3 separate regions of the Mus musculus genome follow, and regions 2 and 3 are each linked to region 1. Evidence: chromatin contacts called from public promoter capture Hi-C data. All regions are on one chromosome and are shown on one strand. The core of a region is the stretch at or near the end of the contact, and the rest is flanking DNA. Distances in the headings are between cores, read along the strand shown. Region 1 holds the start of Tspan2os (tetraspanin 2, opposite strand). Region 2 holds the start of Hipk1 (homeodomain interacting protein kinase 1). Region 3 holds the start of Lrig2 (leucine-rich repeats and immunoglobulin-like domains 2).

The links. Promoter capture Hi-C pulls out the DNA fragments that hold promoters and counts their contacts. Capture Hi-C pulls out chosen DNA fragments and counts their contacts.
Region 2: a promoter capture Hi-C map of pre-B cells shows a contact between it and region 1, with 2.6 times the contacts expected there. The contact joins the promoter of Hipk1 here to the promoter of Tspan2os in region 1. A contact is called at or near these places in 2 of 39 promoter capture datasets (the SN4741 cell line and pre-B cells) and 1 of 115 datasets of contacts at active chromatin or transcription factors (pancreatic cancer cells).
Region 3: a contact with region 1 is called in a promoter capture Hi-C map of adipose tissue, with 3 times the contacts expected there. The contact joins the promoter of Lrig2 here to the promoter of Tspan2os in region 1. A contact is called at or near these places in 1 of 39 promoter capture datasets (pre-B cells) and 1 of 9 other capture datasets (adipose tissue).

The regions. Positions count from the first base shown.
Region 1 is chr3:102,733,930-102,738,090 of GRCm38.p6, forward strand. Tspan2os (tetraspanin 2, opposite strand) reads right to left here and starts at 1,488. Exons shown (of 4, transcript NR_040588.1): 1 at 1,299-1,488. Tspan2 (tetraspanin 2) reads left to right here and starts at 841. Exons shown (of 8, transcript NM_027533.3): 1 at 841-1,136. The coding sequence starts at 1,068.
Region 2 is chr3:103,788,505-103,792,627 of GRCm38.p6, forward strand. Hipk1 (homeodomain interacting protein kinase 1) reads right to left here and starts at 2,771. Exons shown (of 16, transcript NM_010432.2): 1 at 2,491-2,771.
Region 3 is chr3:104,509,512-104,514,100 of GRCm38.p6, forward strand. Lrig2 (leucine-rich repeats and immunoglobulin-like domains 2) reads right to left here and starts at 2,407. Exons shown (of 18, transcript NM_001025067.2): 1 at 1,945-2,407. The coding sequence starts at 2,180.

The DNA.
Region 1 (4,161 bases), core at 238-2,737:
CCTAGCCCACCCACCTCACCTTGTTCCAAAAATTTGCTTACAGATCTGTGCCCTCCAGTAAAGATGTGATAGCAAGCCTGGCATTCTTCTGGTGTCCCCAGGGCTTGCTACTATGCCTGGCCTATAATTGGCACTTAGAGTGTTGCTAAATTAATGCACAAGCTCCCTGATTTTACACTTTCCTGTCTCCCCCGTGCCGTCTGACACCACATATTGTAGACACTTAGTCAACTGAAGTGAATGCCCGATTCTTCACCAGTCGCCTAGCTTAATAAAAACAAAGCAAAACAGAACTCGCTCCCTTTCCCTGATCTACACATCTCAGTCTAGACCCTAAGAATCTGGACTTCTTTCAAGGCCCCCGATCTATCAAACCTAGCAGGATGTGAGTGAGAGGTCTGACTCCCTTTCCCTGATCTGGTGGGCTGGACTGGGCAGGGTGGGAAGCAGTGTCAGGGCCCAGGGCCTCCGCCTGGCGCGCCTACTCCCAGTTCTTGCCTATTAAGGTAACAGTCCTCTAGGAACGCAGCGGCAGGAGGGAGGGTCCCCAGCAGCGGCCTCCGCCCGCGGCCTGGGCGCTTGCAGGACTCTGCTTAACTGCAGCCCTGGACACTCTGCCTGGCGCCTCACCACAGAGTCTCTACCGGCTTCACCGATCCTATTAGCTTTACCATCTGAAGTCACCTCCCTAGGTTTCCATAGACACGCAGGATAACTTCAACCATCATCGAGGGCCTCAAGGGAGTCTGGGCACCCGGCACTGATTAAATGGACCCCGCGTTCCGGGTGGGCGCACATATGCTCGGATAGCTACAGGAGCCCAAGCCCACCAGCGTGGACGAAGGTGGTGCTACCTCCAAGGGCCGGAGCGGGTGCGTGGGACCGGGATCTCCACCCCAGGGCGCCCCAGCCACAGCCAGCTGGCCGCTCGCGACCAAATCCCCGCCCGCAGACCACGCCCACAGGTCACGCCCCTCCCAACCCGCCCCGCCCCTCCACCGGCGCCCGCCGCTCCCGGGGCTCGGCGCGGGCCTGGGGAATCGGGAGCCCGCCGCCGGGGTCGCAGCATGGGGCGTTTTCGCGGGGGCCTGCGGTGCATCAAGTATCTGCTGCTCGGCTTCAACCTGCTGTTCTGGGTGAGACCCGAACCGGCGGGCCGGTTAGGGGGCCAGGGTCCCCGGGGAGGTGACCGCAATAGAGTTGGGCCATAGGAGAGGGCAGGATGTTCAGAGGCGCTAAGCAGACAAAGAGGGAGGGGACATATGGAGGGGGATAGGACATAGAGAAGCTTGAGCTACCAGAGGTGATGAGAAGAGGAGACACGGTGCGATGCTCCCCCGAAAGAAGCCATCATCTTCGGCGGCATCGCCCGGCGGGTGGCGCCAGGTGCGGGGATCTAGCGGGCCCCAATATTCCGAGGGCTGGGGGCCTGGCGGCCCGTGCTCCCTGCATCCTGCTGTGTACACACACCCACTTCTCGCGCTGCCTTCTCTGGGGAACCCGGCGGCCGGGCCAAGGCTCTGGGAGGGAAATCCCTACCGTAGGGCTGCCTGGGGTGGCGCCCCAACCAAGAGTGTGCGGACACGCCGCCTGGCTCTGGTGGTTTGTTGGGAAAATAACGGACAGTAGAGAAAATTGAAAGAGTGGGGAAGATCGTCCTTTTCTTGGGCATTGGCGGGGGGGGGGGTCTTCTGGGTGGGCAGTGGTGGGTGCTCTTTTACGAGGGGTTGGAAAATGGAGGGATTTTGGAAGAGCAGCAACATCCCCCTAGGGTCCCTGCGTACAACCAGTACTCTTGAAATGATCTCATTCAACTTTGCAGGGTGGTGTAGACCTGGCAGCATTCCCTGGGTAGAGATGCATAGAGACAGCCAGAGAGAGTGCCATGGCCCCAGTCTACTGTGTTAGCAGGGCATAGTTAGAGGTGTACCATCCCTGGAATACTCTCTCCCGAGCCCTGGAAAACGGTCAGAGGCCCATTCTGCACAGTCCCTATTGGCCTTCCAGTAACAGAATGCCAGCCAGTGTAGCTGCTCAGATAGACCCTGAGGGAAGACACGAGTCTCGCTTCAGGGGATGTGGGTAACTGCAGGAGCAGAGATGCTTTGGGATGCTTTGAAACCACTGGACTGGCCGCGATGGTTGTCCCATCTGCTCTGAGGAGGCTGGATGGACGATAAGTAATAAATTATTGAACGATGGGCCTCACTTGTGACTACCAACCCATCAGCCCTGAAGCCTGGGTGACTCCAGCAACTCTAAGCTCTTCAGAGACTGCGTGGCCATGACCAACACTGGCTAGCAATGGACAGTCTGGAGGCAGTACCTGGGGACATCCCCTGTATTTTAAAAATACATATAGACTTTGTACAACTTGGCTTTTACACCCATCACACTCCAGGAAGAAGACTTTCTGAGCGCCCTTGTGCTGTATTGTTTGTTTGTTTGTTTGTTTGTTTGTTTGTTTATAAGTCTGGCTTAATTTCGAAGGCTGTTAATTATAGGTGCCATGTTGCAGTGACACCCGTTACTCTCACTGCTTACAACATACTTTGTGTGAGCCAGGGAGGGAAGTCTCTCAGGCTGGGTTTAGTGCTTATTTTGTGCCAGCTTCTCCAGACTTATCAAACCTTTGCAGTGGGTTAGGGACAGTGCGCATGTGCAAGCAGGGCATCCCCATCTTCATAGACGAAGACGTGGGGGATCAGATAGGTCCCACAGCTGTTGAGTGGCAGAGACAGGACTCAAAGGCTGCCTCCTCCATCTTCATCCTGTGGGAGGTTCAGTCACCCAGCTGTCCTCAGAATGTGGCTCCTGGGTCAACAGCATCAGGGCTCCCTGGGGAATTTTCAGAAACATATATTTTCACTCAGCCCGGCTCGCTGAATCAGACAGTGTTGGGGAGGAGCCCAGCAAGCTATTCTAGAAGGCATCCAGGTAATCTGAACCCACGGGCATGTTTCAGAATCACCATCAAACAACTACTAGATAGATGCTGTTCCCAAAGCTGCTACTACAGCTAAGAGAACAGCCCACAGAGAACAACAAAAACAAAGTAAGGCAGGGTGACCAAGTGACAAGCTTCACACCCGGGTCACAAGCGCAGGGATGAAGTAGCACTCCAGTGAAGTCTGAGTGCCTGTCACTGAGATTGGAGATGGCCTTTTCTATATGTGATCTAAGTACAGAGTTCAGAAAAGCAATCCCAGTACCAGCGAGGACCCTAAACAACTTCATCTGAGAGATATCGGAGCTCAACCTGGGAGAACGGAGGTGGGCAGAGGGAAGCCACCAGATGAGGAGCAGAGCAAAGGATTGTGAGCCATCCGAGAGGCAAAGCCAGGGGGGGTCTGAGGGCAGAGATCCAAAGCATGGTGTGCTTAGATGAGGGGGCTTGCCAGAGTCAGTGTGCTCTCCCTCCATGCCAGAGTCAGTGTGCTCTCCCTCCATGCCAGAGCCAGCGTGCTTTCCCTCCAGGATTGCCTTCCCATCTGTTCAATTAGATGGACAGAGTTGTGCTGAGGACGTGTGTGATGTATCCTAAGCCAGCCTTATATAGTAGGGGCTTGAAGTTATTTGTTATTCTTGTTATTAACTGTCTGGCATACAGGAAGTGTTCAGTAACTAGTATCTGTCTTTCTCCTGGTGTCCTGACTGTTGGCAAACAGTATCTGTGTATGCCAAGTGACTTGCATGTGACTTCTTTGGTGGACAGCTATACACTATCCTCTCAACTCAGACTTGGCTTTTTTCCCCCACTAACATTGCCCACTCCCTGAGAGCAGGGATTTTTTTTTCTGTTATTTTTACATTCATTTCCCTGGCCCCTAGAATGGTGCCCAACACAGGTACTGAGTAACTAACTCTCTATAGTGGATTAATGAATCCTCAGGTTAGATACCTGGATTTAAACAGCTTTCTTGACTTTCAGACATCAGCTGTCAACTTTATCAGGAGAGCTGACATGCCTGTGCCTGTTCATTGTGGAGATGTTGAACTTTGCTCTCATAGACTGAGTCCAGGAGAGCTAGGAGGACCCAGCGGCTCCCTGAGAGAAGGTGGGCCGTGGATGGGCAGCAGGTATACTCCGCTTTCCTGATAAAGTGAAGGGACAAACTGAACCTGAGAGCTACCAGCTTGGGGAAGTGGATCGTATGGGAG
Region 2 (4,123 bases), core at 1,521-4,020, 1.1 Mb after region 1:
ATCCCCTGGATCCACATTAGAGAAAACCAATTCCCAAAATTTGTTTTTTCCTGAATGCGTGCGCACGGTCACAGGCACGCATACACAAAATGTAACAAATATACACTACTGAGAAATACATTATGCTACATATACTAACTGAATTTCTACAACTAAAAAACGATAAAAGACAAAATCAAAACCAAAAGAGACCCATCCCAGGTACCATGACTTTTCAGTAGGCTGGGGCAGGACCACCCCTTCAGCTCAGGAGTGGGATCAAGCCTGGTCAACGGAGCACTAGCCTGTGCTCTTTACAGCAAACAAAAAGAAAATCAGAGTAAGTGTTAGCTCAAGGAAATGATTTTAATAACTTGTGTCCAAAATGGCATGAATTGTAAGGAGAGAAACTGGCTAAGAAGCAGTAGGGGAAAGGTCTGTAACAAACACAGATTGTTGTCACACAGTCCAAAAGAAAGAACAGTTGACAGATCAGGCTGCTCAGGCTTACAAAGTTATTCAAATTACAAAAGAACCAATTAAAATACAAAGCTAACACGCTGCACAAGTTCCGAGTGTAAGTTCACAGGCAGGTCTGGCTCACTGATCGCTACCAACAAAGCATTGCTAGTTCTGTGCTTATAAAAACAAAAACAAAAAAGGAATGAATTCTGTTTTCCAGAGAAATGTCAACTCTGATTTTTTTTCCTTTCAGGAGGAAGATCTGGTTTGATTTTAAATCTCATTACTGATCAACTTGCTCTAAAATCTGTAAACTACAATGTCCAGAGATCAACTGTTCAGGACGCTATCAAAAAAACGACCTGCCAACCAGCGCCAACATTTTTGTCAGCTGCTTTACCGGTTTGGCAGCCTCTAGCTTCAATCTCAAAAACTTTACCGAAATATTCTTCAAACCAAGAAGAGTATCTTTTTTCGTTTGTTCGGTTGGTTGGTTTGGTTTTTTGAGACAGGGTTTCTCTGTGTAGCCCTGGCTGTTCTGGAACTCACTCTGTAGACCCAGGCTGGCCTTGAACTCACAGAGATGCTCCTGCCTCTGCCTCTGGAGTGCTGGCATTAAAGGTGTGTGCTGCCAAGGAGAGTATCTAAAAGACTCCATCACATTGCAACACTGAGTCCTGAGAAAATTGCATGCAAAGTCTTAAAATAACCAGTTGAATAACAGTGATGAGGTAAAATGAGTCGTTAGGTTTTTAAATGTTTTACAGGAAGCTTTAGGCTTTTAACTGAGCAACCCCCACCCCCAAAAAAAATTGGCAATGGTTTGCATTCTCTATCATCTTAACCAAAAAAAAAACAAAAAAAAACAAAAAAAACAAAATCTTACAGACCATGAATCAAAAATAGCTTTACACAAACAAGAGCAAAATTGTAGGTTTTGCTGAGGCCATCCGCCACTTAATTTAACCCCACTCCGTCTACAGCAGGAAGCCATGCTGCTGTTTTCATCAGTTACTAGGAAACAAGATAAAGAGCGGACTGGGGCAACGGAGTCTACATTTGAAACTCTTGTTTGTGGCTGCACTACACTACTGAGAATTCTCAAAGTGTCACCAAAGAGACAAGAATGCGCATCTTATGAGTATCCACAACTGAGTCACTGGTTATGTAGAGAAAAGATTCACTTACTGGAGCTTGCCCCCACCCCCTCTCCGGCTTCCCGTTCCAGTACCCATTCCCAAACAGGAAAGAAAACGCGCCCAGCATAAACACACAGGCCATTGCTCACGGTTCGTCACCACAACAAACTGGAGGTTAGACCAACGCTCCTAGAGACCAAGTTTTTAGGTCTCGGTTGCCAAGCACAAAAGGGGGACGCTGCCCTACAGAGCTGTTTATAGTGTGGGTCCTACCCAAAGGCTTTTGGTTGTTTCCATCTTTTAATGTTTTGGATTTTGTTGTTCTTGGCTTTAAAGGCGACGACGGACTGCAAAAGTTTAGACCTCTAGCTTTGCCTTGCAGAGATAAACATATAGGTGGGCTGGTCCCCACACAGCGTTACCACCATCACAAATTACATACTCAAAGACTACAGAACATGAACCAAGAGAACAGAAAAGCTTCCATACCAGCCCGACCACCACGATTTACTCTAGATGCGGTTTCCCGGTCCCCAAAGGCACCAATACGCCCAAACTACAGCTACAGGGAGTGGGGTGACATGCACACGCACAAGCACAAGAACCTGCCACCGCAGTCCGCGGTTGGGGTGGAGATCTGTACGGTGGGGAGATGCCAGACGGACCCCTGTCACCTGAGGACAACACGATCTGGAGGGAAAGGCAGGAGGCAGGGGGAGCTGCCCATTTTCTCCGGCACGCAGTCGCGCCTGGCCGCTCGCGACCAGGCGCCTAGGGCCGCGCGGGGCCTGGCGAGAGAGGCACCCCAAGCAAGCCGGCTACCCAAGGGAGTCTGCGGCTCGCTCCGTCCCACCTCGGGGCGCCGACTCCCAAAGTCCACGACCCCAGCCCCTCGCCGAGCCTGACTCACCGCCGGTGTGTGTAGTTCTCAGCCTCGAGTCGGGGCCGCCGCGAGGAGGCGGCGGAGGAGAGGCGATCCGGGGCCCCGCAGCCGGGTCATCATACCCCCCGCACGAGCCGGCCCCGGCCCCGGCCCCCGCCCCCCGGAGCCGTCCCCGCGCCCGTCCTGCGGCCGGAGCCTCGCCAGCCTCCCGCCTGCCCTGCCACCCGGCCCCTTCCCGCCGCCGCCGCCTCAGCGCCGAGCGCTCCCGCCTCGGCCTCCCCTGCGGTCCGGGGCCACGGCCCGGCCCTTCGCTCCGCAGCCGCCGTTGTCACCAGACCCGACAAGTGGAGCCCCGAGCGACCGCCTCCATCCCGCCGGCCCCGCCTCGCCGGAACCATTCAGCCACCTAGCGCCATGACACCTACTGAGGCGGAAGTGCGGAGGAGCGGGAGGGCTGAGATCACTGCATCTTGCCCCGGGCCGCGGGTGTGGGTGGGCCTCCGTGGGGAGCCAGCGTGGACAGTGTGTGGGGACCGGTTTCCCAGTCCTCTCCGCACAGCAGTCTCCGAGGTCGTTTAACCGGCGTTTGGTGGCGGTCGGGTTTCTTACAGTTAGATGTCATCTCAGCTAGTGTGACATCACCCCAAACCAGTGTGATTTTCCCCCAACATCCCAATCACATCCCAGCGATTGGGCAGCGCAGGGAGACATTGACTACCTGGGGATGACTCTGAGGGTTTAGAATTCTCAGTTTTTACTTAAATTGTTTGCTGCCATGTCGATTTCAGGGCAGCATAAGGGATTTAGATGCCTCCCTGTGCTGAAGCGCTCCCACCGTAGAATCTGTTAGGAAATAAAATATCCGAACTCAGCTCCTCCATGCATGCAGTAAACAAAAATTGTCTTACCTCCACGAAGGGTAGAAAGGCGGTGGATTCCGGAAAGTGGACCTGGCATAATGTTTAAGAAAAATGACCCTGAAAACTAGGTTATCTTAGTAGACAGTTGCCAACTCAGCCTCAAGAGATTCTGTGGGACTTGATATGCCTTCCGCGCTGTAAAATGTTGGTTCTTAAAATGAGAAACATTTCTTGGAGTCGAGTATTTATAAGAGTAAGGTAGGATGGTACGTGCCTTTAAACCCAGGATTCATGCCTTTAAACCCAAGATTCTGGAAGGAGAGGCAGATGGATCTCTTGTGAGTTTGTCAACTTGATCTACATAGAGAGGCCCTACCTAAAAGAAAGAGGAGTGCCGGGCAGTGGTGGCGCACGCCTTTAATCCCAGCACTTGGGAGGCAGAGACAGGCGGGATTTCTGAGTTCGAGGCCAGCCTGGTCTACAGAGTGAGTTCCAGGACAGCCAGGGCTACACAGAGAAACCCTGTCTCTGAAAACCAAAAAAAAAAAAAAAAAAAAAAAAGAAAGAGGAGGAGATGGAAAATGTGTTCTTTCTTACAAGAACAGTCTGAACCCCTAACTGACTATCCACCACCATAGATTTTTACCTGTGTCCTGTGAGCAGAGAGCAGGTCTAGGAGAGGCCTTTCTATCAGTTATATTTTTCAGTCCTCACTCATACATCCATGATTTCTTTGGATCTTCACCTAACAAAATGTTTTCTAGGCTATCCTATCATACCTTTTAAGGAAAGTCGTTTGA
Region 3 (4,589 bases), core at 1,157-3,656, 1.8 Mb after region 1:
CTGTGGCTCTTAGAACTGGTTTGCAAAAGGAAAATAGCAGAATTTTGAGTTATGGGTTAGAAAAGCCCTAGAATGTTAAGAAGTTAGTGAGCAATACATTGATGCCAAAATGCTGATAACAGTATAAGCAGTAGACTCTATGCTCATTAAGTTTCAGAGAACAAGGACTCTATAGGCAACCAAACTAGAGCCCATTCGAATGACACCCTGACAAAGAACATGGCTGCATTCTGCCTGTGATTTGGTATTTTTAGTGAAACTATATTCAAAATAATCGACTATAAGGGAATTTATTCTCCAAGGCATTTCACTTCAACTAAAAATGTCAATTTAATTTTTATTTCAATTTTCTGAATGCAAGCTGGGAATGGTGGGCAGCAGTCAGTAAGCTGAGGCAGGAGGATGGAGAGTTGCTTATCCTGAGCTACCTGGCAGTATCCCCTCTCAAAACACAAAAGGTAAAAAACAAAATAAATAAATAAATAAAATTAATAAATAAATAAATCCAAATGTCAGTTATCTTCTGGCAATTAGCATCTTTGGTAACATTACTATATACTTGCTAATGATTTTTTTCTTATTTTTTTCAGCACTAATGTTCAAACCCAACTTCATGCATACTAAACAAACACACTCAGCAAGTCTCACTGAAGGATCTTCAAAAGCAGGCCATGTTTACTTCAATTAGTTACATTAAGTCAGACTGTTTTTAAACCTATGTCAGATTCAGTCTATCATAATCAGGTAGCTGTCTCATCAATTTCTTCAAAAAAGGCACCTACTGTATAAAGAAGATGCTGTGCTTGGATTAATTCAGACTATGCTAAATGATAATACTAAAGTCTGAGTCAAACCAGAATAAGCCTCAGATATAACCACCACAAAATGACAGGAGCTGTATTACTATATTGCAATTCTATAGTAACTGTAGCAGTTACTAATTTTCTCAATGAATACAGGAATTAGCTTCTTTCCTATCTATGCTAACCTATAAATACGTTCTGCAAATGTATACTTAACCTCTGCAATACAGATGTTCTACCTGTATTCTTTTTCCATTAAGAACCTAACCAATCTTTGTATTTTAATTATATCACAAAACTATTTTTAGTGATAACTCTTTTTCAGAGGTAACTCTAGAAGTCAATTAATAAGCACGTTGATCAGTTAGTGGCAGAGACATAACTGTATGTTGGTGGCTAAGAAGTCTCATAATTGCAGCATTTAATACCTACTGTTCTATTTAATGCCTACTGACTCAGAGCAGTGAGCTCTCCAAATGCCACTAGCTAATACAAGTTTGTCAGGATTTAAAGTCAGAGCTAGAGAATCCACTCGATCACTGCACTGGATTCTCATACATAAACAAAGAGATCTGAAATGAAGGTTCTTTAACTCAAAGGAACATAGTGAAGACAAAGTATCGTGATTTGGGGAAAAAAAATCTTTCCCCTCTTTAAACTGACTACTAAAGAATAACTGCTCTTACAAAACATTAGAGATCAGCAATGATCTTCCTTAGGCATGCAGAGGTTTTCAACCCTATCAAGAACTCAAGTATCAAAACTGAAACATACAATGAGCCGATGGGAGAACTGGGGACAAAAGAGAGATCCTGTATCTTTGGGAGAGATCGTGTTTGCATCACGTGCCCAAGGACCAGTCAAGCTGGAATTTTAAAAAAAAAAAAAAAAAAAAATGATGCAGCCCAAAGAGGGCTTTGCACTTGGACCCGACCCACAGCCATCCAGAGTCTCAGCTGTGCTGCTCAGGACCCGTGAGTCCAACATTAAACATCTCCAGCCCGGAACGTCACAGACCCCAGATCTTAACCCCTATCTTCCCACGAGTACCGGGAAACCCTAACATTCAAAGTTCACAATCTCAATAAGGCAGCTCCCTTCCGAACTCGGTGGCGACCGCGCCCTGGGACCCTCTACTCACAGGCTGGAGATGTCGGAGGGCAGCGGGCCCGACAGTGCCCTCCAGCTGGGCGCGGGCAGCTTCCTGCGACTGCAGTCCAGCAGAGGAAGACGGCAGGCGCAGGGCGCCGGGCACAGGCCGGCTCGGGCAGCGGGCAGCAGCCGCAGCGCCTGCGCAAGGATGAGCAACCGTGCGAGGGGTCCCAACCCACAGCCCAGGCGCCGCTGCTCCCAGATGCCGCGGGGCGCGGCCGCCATCTTCCCCTGGCCGGGACCCGCTCGAGAACAGCAGCTAGCTCAGAGAGTCGGCTGAGGAGAGATGCCCGGAGGCTAAACCGCCACCCGGAGCCCGGGCTGTCACTTGTCCCCTCTCAGAGCGGGCGAGAGGAGGAAACGACGCTACCGCAGGGGAGGGGGCGGCGGTCGGGGGCGTAGAGCTGAAACCCTGACAGACACCGCTCGTCCGCCCCGCCCCGCGACGCAACGTACTCACGCTCAGCAGCCAGCCAATCGGAGCCCCGGGATGAGGTTGCGTCGGAAATTGGGTTCTGAGAGAGGCGAGGCCTACGATTGCCCCGCCCCCTAGGAGGCGAGCATTACAGCGGCCCTTTCTCCTTTTCCGAGCTGCTTCTGCAGTTCTGCAGCTATTCCTCCGCTTGTGGGCGCACTAGGGCCTTGAAATAGAATGGAAAAAGCGAAACCCGAAACGCCAAATCCTCACTGCGGTTGATCTGCAGTAGTAGTGAAAAAAGACCTATTCTGTAGGCTCCTGCAGAAGGGAATGGCACAAGGGCTGCATGCCAAGCAGCAGCTGCAAATAAGTGCGCGATCTAAACCTAACTTCGACCACATCAGTCTCCGGAGCCCAACCAGGGCGGCCTCTGCGGCCGAACTCCCTGCCCTGAAAAAATGTGGCAGTTGGTTCTCCCGGAGCATGGCACGCTGTCACTGTGAAAGGACTTCAAGTTCCCATTGGCAGAGGCGCTATTTAGTCAGTACACCTCCGGCTTCTACAGTAGCCTGGAGTTCAATAATTGTCTCTAAAGAAAATTCTTTCCTCGATTTGGGAAAATATTGTTTCATCTTCAGAAGAACAAGTGGGACAAATAGATAAAACGTTGGTTTGAGGATGTGGGTTTTCTGGTTTCTGTTTGAGGTTTTTGAGCAATCAACAAAGTTAAGAAGACTGGAAGGAAATTATCCTGAAGTAAAAAGACTTACTGGGAACAGCGGAATCTAGCTACCTTGTGATCTCTCCGCTGTGTGTTACCTACAAAATGAGTAAAAATGAAAATATCAGTAATGGTTCACTGACATATAGTGTCTATACTTTTCAAAGACTTTGCAAGCCAGGTGTGGACCAGCACGCCTGCAGTCTGAGCACTCCTTGGGAATTTGAGGCAGGAGAACCCAAGTCCCAGTTCAGCCTCATCTGCATAGTATGCTTTGTATGAAAGAAGAGGAGAAACGAAAAACAGGGTGGGTAAGATGCTTCATCAATAATAGCTTTGCCACCAAGTGTATCAACCTAAGTTGAATTCGCAGACCCCACATGGTAGAATGAGACAACTGACTCCTGCAAGTCCCTGTCCTCTGATCACCATATGCACCCTGTGGCACTTACACACACACACACACACACACACACACACACACACACACACACACCATTTCCATCCATGTCATGCCTTTGGGTTAAAATTACTTTTCTGACTGTCCTCGTGTGCTTGTCTACTGCAGAGGACTTTTAGAAAGGTGTCTCCTTCAGCTTCTTCTCCCTTCTTCTCCCAGTAAACATGACCATGAAAACTAACAGCAACTACTATTTATTACCATTGAAGCAAAATGTGAAGCCAGAAAAGTGATAGAGATATTGGACTTCATCAAAAATGTACACTTCGGGGACAGCAGAGATGGCTTAGCTGTTCAGTAAACACACAATGCTCCTGCAGAGGACCAGGGTTCAGTTCCCAGCACACACACACTGGACAGCATGAAGTCCAGCTTCGAGGATTCTAACGCCCTCTTCTGGCCTCCAAGGGCTTTCTGGAAGAGGAACAAGAGCTTAGCCATCTCTCCAGCCCCTGATTTTTTTTTTTCAGTGTGTGTGAGTGTTTTGCTAACATAAGTTATCTGTGTACCACATGTATGTAGTCCCTGAGGAGGCCAGAAGAAGGCAAGGGATCCTCTGAGACTAGAGTCACAGAAGGCTGTAGGTGCCAGAGATGAAACCTGGGTTTCTGCGGGGGACAGCCAGTGCTCTTAACTGCCTAGCCATCTCTCTACCCAGCCCAACTCCAATTATATTTTTACAGCATAGAGGTCTCAGTCTGTAGTCCAAGGTGGCCTTGAACTCAAGAGCATTCAGTCTCAGCCTCCTGAGTGCTTGGGTCACAAGCAAATTTATTTTAAGATTTATTTATGTATTTATTTATTTATTTTATGTATGTGAGTACATTGTTGCTGTCTTCAGACACACCAGAAGAGGGCATCCGATCCCATTACAGATGGTTGTGAGAATAGAATTACAGGCCATTTGTTGTAAGATATCCTCTGAGTGCTGGGAATTGAACCTGGATCTTCTGGAAAAGCACTCAGTGCTCTTAACTAATAAGCCATCCCTCCAACCACTGGGGTGTGTGTGTGTGTGTGTGTGTGTGTGTGTGT